2 separate regions of the Mus musculus genome follow, and region 2 is linked to region 1. The links are chromatin contacts, called in public promoter capture Hi-C maps. All regions are on one chromosome and are shown on one strand. Each heading gives the region's core, a stretch centred on a gene start, on an enhancer-like site or on the middle of the called end of the contact. The rest is flanking DNA. Distances are from core to core; before and after follow the strand shown.

The links. Promoter capture Hi-C pulls out the DNA fragments that hold promoters and counts their contacts.
Region 2: a contact with region 1 is called in a promoter capture Hi-C map of liver, with 3 times the contacts expected there. The contact joins the promoter of 0610010F05Rik here to the promoter of Wdpcp in region 1. A contact is called at or near these places in 1 of 39 promoter capture datasets (liver), 2 of 484 Hi-C or Micro-C datasets (muscle stem cells and uterus), 1 of 115 datasets of contacts at active chromatin or transcription factors (astrocytes) and 1 of 9 other capture datasets (adipose tissue).

The regions. Positions count from the first base shown.
Region 1 is chr11:21,570,141-21,575,464 of GRCm38.p6, reverse strand. It overlaps Wdpcp (WD repeat containing planar cell polarity effector), which reads right to left and starts at 3,184. Exons shown (of 18, transcript NM_145425.3): 1 at 3,095-3,184. Mdh1 (malate dehydrogenase 1, NAD (soluble)) reads left to right here and starts at 3,531. Exons shown (of 9, transcript NM_008618.3): 1 at 3,531-3,735. The coding sequence starts at 3,733.
Region 2 is chr11:23,630,567-23,635,890 of GRCm38.p6, reverse strand. 0610010F05Rik (RIKEN cDNA 0610010F05 gene) reads left to right here and starts at 2,260. Exons shown (of 22, transcript NM_027860.3): 1 at 2,260-2,398; 2 at 4,557-4,686.

The DNA.
Region 1 (5,324 bases), core at 1,935-4,434:
CCCAGCAGAAACAGCTAGGCCTCTGCCGAATTGGCACAAATCAGTGGGAGTGACCAGGGCCAGCAGGGATGCCAGGAGAATTCCTCTACTGTTCAAAGAAAGATTAGTGAAGACACAAGACCAAGAAGCATTGCAAAGCTAGCTATGCAAGCCTCATCACTGTCCACTGAGTCCTATTTATACTCCCTCCAAACATCATGTGTCCTCCACGGGTCTTGCGTCAGCATGTGAGTGTGCAACAGCTGAGATCACTCTGCCAATTGGCCAAGTTCATGAAAGCTGTAAGAAGCTGTCAGACCACCACCAGAAGGGGTTTTTTTTTGGTGCATTTCTCTCTAGGGAGTCACTACAAATGGAGCTCAGCTACACATTGTAAGGCTAACCAATACATGTGTGTCATTAGTAAAGAATCCTTCAAAATGCTTGCTTTTGCAAAACATCCTTTCACCGGTGTCTGCTTAAAAAAAAAAAAAACACTCTTTCATGTGTTTGCCCAAGCAAAACACCATCTGACACAACTGATTTTCCAAAGAAACCATAAGTTTCCACTTCAAGATTCCTAAAGTCAATCTTGGGCCTCTACTCACACACACTTCCATACACACACACAAGGGGTCTCCAGACACACATGCACTCACACATATGCAAATATGCACACATATACCACATACACGGGAGAAGAAAAAGAAGAAATGAACTTAAGTCAAGAAAGAATCCAAAGTGGGAAACTGTAAGAAGAACTGGATGTTGGCTAGTAAAAAGCCCGGCTTAGGCAAGTTAAGAAAGCTAAGGGCATCTGTCTCCAACCTCCATTACTGGTACAATCTGAACCTGATCAGTTTTATAAACAAACACATCATGACTGAAGCATGGATTCTGTCAGACCACCACCAGAAGGGGTTTTTTTGGTGCATTTCTCTCTAGGGAGTCACTACAAATGGAGCTCAGCTACACATTGTAAGGCTAACCAATACATGTGTGTCATTAGTAAAGAATCCTTCAAAATGCAATGGTTGAGGCAAAAATTGGGCTTCTTGGCTTTGTGAGGCCCATTCCTGGTCAGTCAGCATTTCAGAAGTCATACAATGCCATAGGAAACCCAATAGAAAAAAAAAGGGGGGGTTCCCTGAAGATAATCTAACTCTGAGGATAAGCTCTGCTCTGGGTGATGACTTTCTCCTACCAGGGAGAGGAAAGGGTTTACTTCAGCTTACACTTCCATGACACACTTTACCACTAATGGAACCCAAGGCAGAAACTGAAGCAAAGACCATAGAAAAATTCTGCTTACTGATTTGTTCAGCTACCATATATTTGAACTCCTGTCTTGATTCCTTCAATGATGAACAATGACATAATGTGGACACATGAGCCAAAAAGACCCTTTCCTCCCTAAGTTACTGCAATAATAACCCTAAAACAGCCAGCAATAGTGGTGGCACACGCCTTTAATCCCAGAACTCGGGAGATTCTCTCCCTCTCAGTGACTCAAGTTTGTGTTAAACTGATGAAAACTAACCAGCCCACCAAAACAGAGCACATCTTTCAACAATTACTCACCAGACCACCATGTTACCATTAGGAATTACAGAGTTTTGTTTCATGCTACAGTGGTTCCTGAAAGGCAGTAACTAAAACTGCTATCCTAAAGTCCCAGAGCAGATTAGAACAATCACTATCAAATCAGCTCCAGCCCTTCTCTCTTCACTTGAAAATCCTGTAATCTCTCCCTCAACCATCAAGTGAAACTGGAGGCAAGTCATGCTATCTCTAGAGTGTGATATTTGCACATATGGTTGTTCAGTAGGAAGTACTATAAAGTAACAGAACTAATGCCTATTAGAAAACCAAGAAGAAACAGAAACTACAGAGACATGCCCTGGAATTTGAGAGTCCCTGACACAGAGGTAACATTTAGAAATGCAACCCACAAATGAACTAAATGTGGACAGAGACACAGGAAGCATTCCATTATAAAAAGATCAGTGCTCAAGAACAAAATTAAGGCATCAAATGAATAAAGTGATTCTAGGAGTCATTCAAGTACCCTACAGTCTATTGAAACCTAAATGCTATTGGACCCAGAAGTGGCTAGTTTTATGTCAACCAGACACAAGCTACAGTCAGTCTTAAGTTAAGAGGAATTCTCAATTGAAAAGAAAAATGCTTCCACCATAAAGATCGGGCTGTAGACAAGCCCATAGGGCATTTTCTTAATTACAGATTGATGGGGAAGAGCCCAGTCCTTTATGGGTGCTGCCATCTCTGGGCTGGTGGTCCTGGGTTCTATAAAGAAGCAGACTTAGCAAGCCATGAGGAACAAACCAATAAGCAGCACTCCTCCATGGTCTCTGCAACAGCTCATGCCCTCCATATTCCTACTTATTCTGAGTTCCTCGAATGATGGGCCAAAATGTGGAAGAGTAGGCCAAATAAATCCTTTCCCCTAACCTGCTTTTGGTCATGGTGTTTCATCGCAGAAATAGAAGCCCTGACTAAGGCATCATATTTCTCTCTCCAAATACTAAATCTTCCAAAAACAAAACTGAAGCCATCCACCATCCATTTAATAGTGACAGAAAATTCTGACGTTAGACCAAGAGCATATTCATTGGTCTGTTCCAAGGCACATGTTTTCGAATATCCGTACAACAAACGGAGAATACAGATTTCCCTTAACAACTTTCATTTTAAATGAAAGCCTCTTGAGATGTTTTAGCTGCTAACATTTCGCCTGAAACAATCAGTGTCTCCCAACTTCCCCTGGAAGTAACAGGTTTCCAAAAAGAGAATGAGCAAAAAGTGTCAATATTCACAGTCGGCAAAGAAAATTAGATCGGTACACCACAAGTAAACACAAGGAAGGGGCTCACTCCACAAACAAAACTTTCTGACTTTACTTTGGAAAAGTTACACTGACTCAAACTGCAAGACACTCTTCGTCCCTCCTGAAAACTGTGGCATCCACACGCTCCTGACACTAACAGGGGACTCCGGAGGTCGCCCACAACCACCGGCTTCGGATTCAGGATACGCGCATCAGTGCCGCACCCTGTTCTGACCCCCAGATAAAAACCCTCGGGGCCGAGCTCACCAGCCTGGGACGTGAGAACACAGCTCCACAAGCTCTTGGTCTGGAGAGCGCTCAGGTGAGGCTGCCTCGTCGCCTAGCAACGGTGAAGCTGCCCGTTCTTCCGCAAGCGTCAATTCCTCCCGCCTCTGAGAGAGTTTTTAAAAGGTTTTGTTTCCGGGTCGAGCGGGCTTTAAGCAACGGAAGGTCTCTTAGCCGCCCTTGTTTAGTCTTGGGGGAGGATAGATTCTCGGTGGAGCGACGTGTGCTGTCGCTCAGGGGTCGTTTCTCCTCCCTCGAGTTAACGCCTCCTCTCCTGCCAATTGCTGAGCGCCATCAGGCAGGCGCCTCACTCAAAGCACCAACCCTCTGCTCACAGACGCGCTCCAATCACCGAGGCTCAGCCCCGGGACTACTTTGCAGCGAGGCGCGTAGGAAGAAGGGGTTTGGGGGAATTGTAGTTTAGCACTGTCAGGAATGCACGAAGGTGGGCGCCAGAGGTCGCCGGAAGAACTACACTTCCCAGAAAGGGCCGTGTCTCCAGCCGAACCTTTGCGGGCCAGCCCCGCGTTCTCTCCCAGAGTCTGTTCCGCTGTAGAGGTGACCTGACTGCTGGAGACTGCCTTTTGCAGGTGCAGAGATCGGCCTTGCAGTTTGCAATAATGGTGAGTGTGGGCTCCTGGAACCTGCAGCAGCTCCGGCCTCTCGGCCTCCTCCTGCGCTTGATGCGCTTTTAAAAAGCAGTAATGCCGGGAGCTGTCCTCCGCGCGGTTTGCAAAATCTGACTCATTCTCACGACTGTCGCAGTAACCCAGATACTGGAAAGGGGTTCGCAAGGACTCTAGAGAAATCACTGTCCTTGGAAAGTCGGGTCTCAGTCCTTGCGCAGGAGGGACAAAATTTTCTCCGAAGGACCTTAAAGGATTTGTTGTGGGGGATGAGAATTATGGGAGGGGAAGAATTAGGTCCTAACACTATTTTGCCTCTTAAGCTCTTGGAAAGAATAGGCCTCTGATGTTGATTTACCGGTAGTGCTCCAGGTTATGATCCCAGTTTTCAGGAGACATGTTTCCACCATATTTGATTTAAAAGAAAACAAATGTTACTGAAAACCTATTCTTGATCTCCGTTTGTAATGACAGGACTAGCATCGCTAGTCAAACAGTGCCGATATTCTTTACTACTCTGTCATAAATTCTGAAGGCCTCCTTGCAGATGTAACGTAACCATCTTGTTGAAGCTCTAGATCTATCTTGTCCTCAGCGGGCGGAGGGGGGTGACGTGAAAGAGAGCTCTGACGTAGGACTAATCTTCATGCTGTTTGAAGGTGACATTTGCCACCAGACTGGAAATTGCTAAGTACTTTGAAATTTACATTTTAAAAATACGTGTTGTCCTTTAATATCAAGATGGGAAATGTGAGATGAATTGAAAATTTTTGGATGAATTGGAAATTTCACAGAACCCAAGGAGACATGTTTTCAAACAAGGACAAAAACTCCCTCAATCTCTATAAGAAACCCTAAGGGAATAATTACTAATTTCCAGTCATTGTTGCCTAGTTATTTTGACACATAAGTAGTTATTTAAATTATGGCTTAAGCAGTCTCTGTCTTAATAATTTTAGTAATAAAGTGGCACTAGTTATCCAAGAACTTCAGACTTTAGGCTGTTAGGCCTATATGAAAACCTTTTTACAATCATCTTATCCAAAACCCCACTTTAAATACTAAAATTTAATTTGTTGAGACTCAGAATGCGAGTTGCTCAAGGTCATAAGGCTTGCACCTAGGGTCTCTTGTTCTTCCCATTTACCAGGATTGTATTATGTGTTTGGCAAATCACTTCATAATCCCCTTTAGGAAATAAGTCCACAGAATCAGCATGTAACATCTGATAGCTTTGTTACATGTCATTCAGAGTGTTGAAATTCTGAAGTTAAAGGGGCATTTAAGGATTGTTTCATCTAATCTTAAAACAGCCTGTCATGGTCCTTGATTTCCCAAGGTCAGAGAGATCCAGGGCCCCTAGTTAGAGTGTAGAGTTTGTTATTCACTAGATGGAACTGGCCTCACCCTTAGAAGGTCACATCTGGGCCAGAAGACATGAGTTGTTCCAGGTAGAAGAGTTCTGTGATGTTGCAGTCTCACATGATTCATAACCATCTTGCCTCCTGGGAAGAGGATGCAAGCAAATTGCTGCTTTAGAAAAGACCTGTCAGTTCCAGTCACCGTGGTGGTACACGTCCTAAATC
Region 2 (5,324 bases), core at 1,011-3,510, 2.1 Mb before region 1:
CATCCAGTGTCTGATTTGCCTTGAAGCCCACTCTATAAGACAAAATTCATACCCCACACTGCTTAGTTGACCAAGAAACTGAGACCAGAGACCTAGGGTTAAACTAACTACAGAGAGAGAGAGTGAGAGGGAGGGAGGGAGGGAGGGAGAGAGAGAGAGAGAGAGAGAGAGAGAGAGAGAGAGAGAGAGAGAGAGAGAGAGAGACACCTATGAACACTCAGCCCTAAATGGTATGTATGTCTCCATCAAATTCCTCCCCTGGGAGGGAGGGAGGGAGGGAGGGAGAGAGAGAGAGAGAGAGAGAGAGAGAGGGAGAGAGAGAGAGAGAGAGAGAGAGAGACCTCTGAACACTCAGCCCTAAATGGTATGTATGTCTCCATCAAATTCCTCCCCTCAGAGGACAGGGCACCCATGGAAGAGAAAAGAGTGTAAGCAGCAGAGGGTACGGAGGACACCAAGAAAACAAGGCCCTCTAAACCAACATGGCCAAGCACACAAGAACTTGAGAGACTGAAGCAGCATGCACAGGGCTGCAACAGGCCCTCTGCACATATATTATGGCTTTCAGTTTAGTGTTTTTATGGGATTGCTGTGTGAGCAAGCTGGTCTCTGTCTCTTGTGCTTTCTCTTGTCTCTTTTTCTTCTGTTTGTCCAATTCTGGTGTGTTAATTTTTGTTTTATCTTGTATTTTATTTTATTGTTTAAAAAAAAGAGTAGCCGGGCATGGTGGCGCACACCTTTAATCTCACCACTCGGGAGGCAGAGGCAGGTGGATTTCTGAGTTCGAGGCCAGCCTGGTCTACAGAGTGAGTTCCAGGACAGCCAGGGCTATAAAGAGAAACCCTGTCTCGAAAAACCAAAAAAAAAAAAAAGAAAAGAAAAGAAAAAGTAATTGTATAACCTTCGTAGTGTGCCATGTTGATTAAAGTAGATAACAGATGCATACCTGGCATATATAAATGTTCCATGGATGATAGGCTTCCTTTACTGCATGCATTAATTTGACAAATGAGCCCTTCACAAGTCTGGTTACAAAAACCTGGGCATCACGAAGCATTCATAAAGCAGAAACCGTGGCTTATCTGCTGCCACACTTATCTGACTTGGAGGTCGAAAGCTCTATGTGCAGCCACTGAAGTTCAAGCTGAATGTGAACACATGTTCTCCTGAGAGCAAGACAGGGACCATTCGCTCCCAGCAGGAAGCCTGAGCCTGCGAAATGATCCAAGTGCTTCTCTCACCGTGCTACTCGGAGCTTCGCTGAGGTCTGAGGCCCATTATCAAATGTGGAAGCCTCATTCCTTGGGCATAATTTGGACTCTACCTGCACATTGAGACCACCTCCCCCCAGTGGGAAGGGAGATCTATTTGAGTGGTAGGAGGAAAGCCTTGGCAGATAAGGCGATTGAAGAGAAAACAATAAACAACAACAAAAAACAAACAAACGTTCAACTTCCTCTGGGAAACAAAAAAGAAATGAAGATTTGATCGAAACCATAACATTGAGAGTTACTTATATTCTTTTTGATATACAGCTTACACTGAATACATTGCTCGTTCTCACTGTCTCTGTCTCTGTCTCTGTCTCTCTCTCTCTCTGTCTCTCTCTCTCTCTCTCTCTCTCTCTCTGTCTCTGTCTCTCTCTGCTTGCAAACAGGTTTATTAGTGGACACTGTTTTAGTTTAATCTTGCCAGAACCATGGAGTGATTGCCAACGAAAACTCACATCTGGCCACTAATACATTTCCATCAGTGCTCTAAGACTGAACATCAATCAGCCTTCCAAGTTTAACACTGGAACATTTGCCACACTATATCTGAGAAGTCGCCAGCTTTTCAGTTTACAGTATGTTTCTAAGTCCCAGCCAACGCCCTATCCAATCATATATTTTTTCTGTTGAACCTAAGCAGCTTATAGCAAAATGAGTGACAGGGAAAGATTTATTCTTTTCATTCGAGCTCCCTTTATCTCCCACGTTCAAGATCAAGCGCTGAGGACCTAGTCGCTAAGAGACATGACGCTAAGAGAGTGGGGACGCTGCACTGCGACAGGCCAGAGAGGACGAGCCAGAGAGGGCAGGGTGAAGAGCAGGCTCTGTGCAGCGGTGGGCTGCACTCTGGCACCGCCCGCACCCGCCCACCCGCAGGATCTCGTCGCTCATTGGATGCTCTGCTGCGGCGCTAGCTTGCGATTGGCCCGGGCGCGTCGATCAGGCCCCGCCCCTCGGCGCTCTTGCTGGGCGGCTGGCTAGCGGGCGCAGGCGGGTGCGGCCGCGGCTCGTGAGGCCGCCTCAGCCTGGCGTGTGCGCCGGGTCGCGCCGTTCTGGGCGCGAGCGCGGGCGGTGCTGGCCGCTGCAGGTGACACCGGCGCGGTGAGGGCCGCCGCGGCCCTGTGGAGGTGAGAGAGACGCTGAGAGGCTGGGGCACCCACTCGGAAGCTGGAGTGGGGCGAGGGCCGGGAGCGCCGCTGCCCATCCGGGCGGGCGGACTGGCGGGCGGGCGGGCGGTGCGGGGCCCCGCTGCCCGGAAGCCCGCGGACGCCCGGGCGCTGCCTGCGGCCCCGTCCCGCCGCCGCCCTCGCCTACGCTCTTGGCGACGGAGCCCAGCTTCGGTCGCCGGACTCCGGCCCTCACAGTCCCCGCCAGGCTGCTTTCCGATGCCTTTGTCTGCTCCTCTCCAGCCCGCGCCTCGAGTCGGTGTCCACGCCGCGGAATCCCGGTCCCGAGGACGCGCCGCGCAGGGAGCCTCGGACCCGGGCTTGGAAAGGCTACTTACCCGGGTGGGCAGTGATGTCCGGTCTTTCAGAATCAGAGCCAACCGGCTGGGTCACACGTGTGGATGAGAGTCAGGAAGTCTGTTGTAGATCAGGACTAACAGCCTCCCTCTGCTGTGCCAGAGGCCTTCCACCTGTCCCTGTGACCACCCCCCACCTCCACTCCCTCCTCTGCCTAGGGAAAGATCAAGAGCCCCCTTTTCATTGAAAAATGAAAAGCAGATGCTTGTCCATATGAATAAGCCAAAATAAGGAATAGGTTATGTTCTTTAAAGGTGTAAAATGTTAAAACAATAGAATTTTTATATTTTAGTAAATAATGTTATTTATTTACTAAATATATTATACCTTAAACACTTTTAAAGTATGGTGTCATGCATGAGAGGATAATTTTGAGTTTTAGATATTTTCTTTTGGTCATAGTTTTTTATACGTTTATACCTTTCTCCAGAATGAGATGCATGTGCCAGCTGTTCTAAGACTGTATGTTATTCATACCCTAAAGGAAACATTCTCAGAGATTAGTTTAACTAGAATACACAGTAGTTTTTTTCCCTTGATTGGAAAGATTCAATTGTGTCAACAGAAAAAAAATTCACACCCAAGTTACTTAAATCATCCATTACCACGAATAAATGAGTATTATATTTGAAATATACAAGTTTTTAAGAATTTGATGGAGACATCTTTCTTGTTATTTTAATTAAGTGCTGGGAACTTAGCTCATTTGTGGAGTACACTGCCACCACCACCACCAAAAACAGAAAATAAATTTTAATTAAATATCTGAAAGTTAAAAGTGAAAAAGCAGCACACAAGGGGTCTTTGTCTTGAGTTCTACTTTAAACTGTTTAGTCGCCTTTTCTCCTTTCCAGTGCTGGTTGTCCAACCCAGGGCCTCGCACATCTCCATTCCCATCCTAAACGTCTTCCTAAGGTCCAAACAAATTATAATTAAACACCGCTTTCCAAATCATTTGTCCTCAGGAAAAGGAATGCACACATTACCCATGTAAGCAGAGAACAACATTTTGTTCACTGAAGATTAAGATTCCACATTATTTAATGTGTGTACTTAAATATTCATATAAATTGTAAATCTTCAGCTTGGAGTGGGTTCCAAAAGATACATTGTTTCTTTAAGGCTTTGAGACTTTATTAAGTCAGCAAACATTTTTTGGCACTATCTGTTTTGCTGGGGTTTTTTTTTGTTTGTTTGTTTGTTTTTTTTTGAGGAATCAAAGAGCTGAGTGTGTCTGAACACACTTGAAATCCCTGTGCTCTAAGACGGGAAGATCATGAGTTAGAAGCCAGCCTGGACTACAAAGCCAGACCTACCCCAGGTGGATAAAAATGAAATTCTGTTCTGGGCAGTGCTTTCTAAGGGATTCAACAAAATTCTTGAAAAATTTTATGTCAGTAACAGCCAAAATAGGATAAGGAAAAACAATTGCCATAATAAATTGTGGTGCACATTTTGCATGCCAGACACTGTGCTGGGTACTTTATGGTATTGTTTAATTCTCACAATAATCTTAAAAGTAGTTATTATTTTCCTTATAGCAAGCCCAAGATTGCACTGCTAGAAATGGAGCAGCTTGGTAAGTATTCATAGCCTGTTTTATTGGCAGCATACTTCATGCTATGCTTTGTTATCTTTATGAATCTGTTTAAGAATCTCAGAAGTGCTACTGCTACAGACATCCAGTCCTCACTGTGTCAGGTGATTTTCTTACCAAGGATCACAGAAAGAGAGCACCTATGGTTTGACTTTTGTTTTGCAGATGAGGAAACTGAGACACGGATTATCTGAATTAGACAATATCTTAATGGTAGAACCAAGATATAAAGTTGGACAGTTTGACTTCAGAATCTATACTTGTAACTCGTACATTGTACTGGGCCTTCAGTAAGGTACATCTCAGAAAGCTATAACTTTACAATGCTTAATTTTTTGTGTGTTTCTTTTGTATTTTAGATTTATTCGCTTTTATTTTATGTGTGCCTTGTGTTTGCTTGCTTGCATGTATCTGGATGTACCATATATTTGTCTAGTGCCTATGAAGGCCAAAAGAGGGCATTATAGCCCTGTAACTGGAGTTATAGACAGTTGTAAGAAACCACTTGGTTGCTGGGACCCAAACCCAGGTCCTGTGTGATAACATCAAGTGCTCTTAACTGTTGCTTTTTAATGTTTATGCAGACACATAGGATTGTATTGTTTTAGCTGACATTTGATGCCCTATGACCCTGTTTATATAAACAGCCACCTAGTGGTAATGACTGCTTCTACATTTCTACTCAGTGTGCTATTTTAAATGTCCCAATCCTAGGAAGTATCTTTTGTCTTTACATATCATGTCTCATTTCTCTGGGAGGTGCTTTTATTATCTTCACAAGGTGATCCTTTTTGTTCTCTCTGTACTGTCTGTCATAGGCTTTTAATGTGGCTTGTGATGATGCTAAAACTCAAACCAGACCTTCAGACTCTGGGCACACTGCTCTTGGTCGGTTAGTCATCTTTGCCCTACGTTATGCCACACTTTTCCACA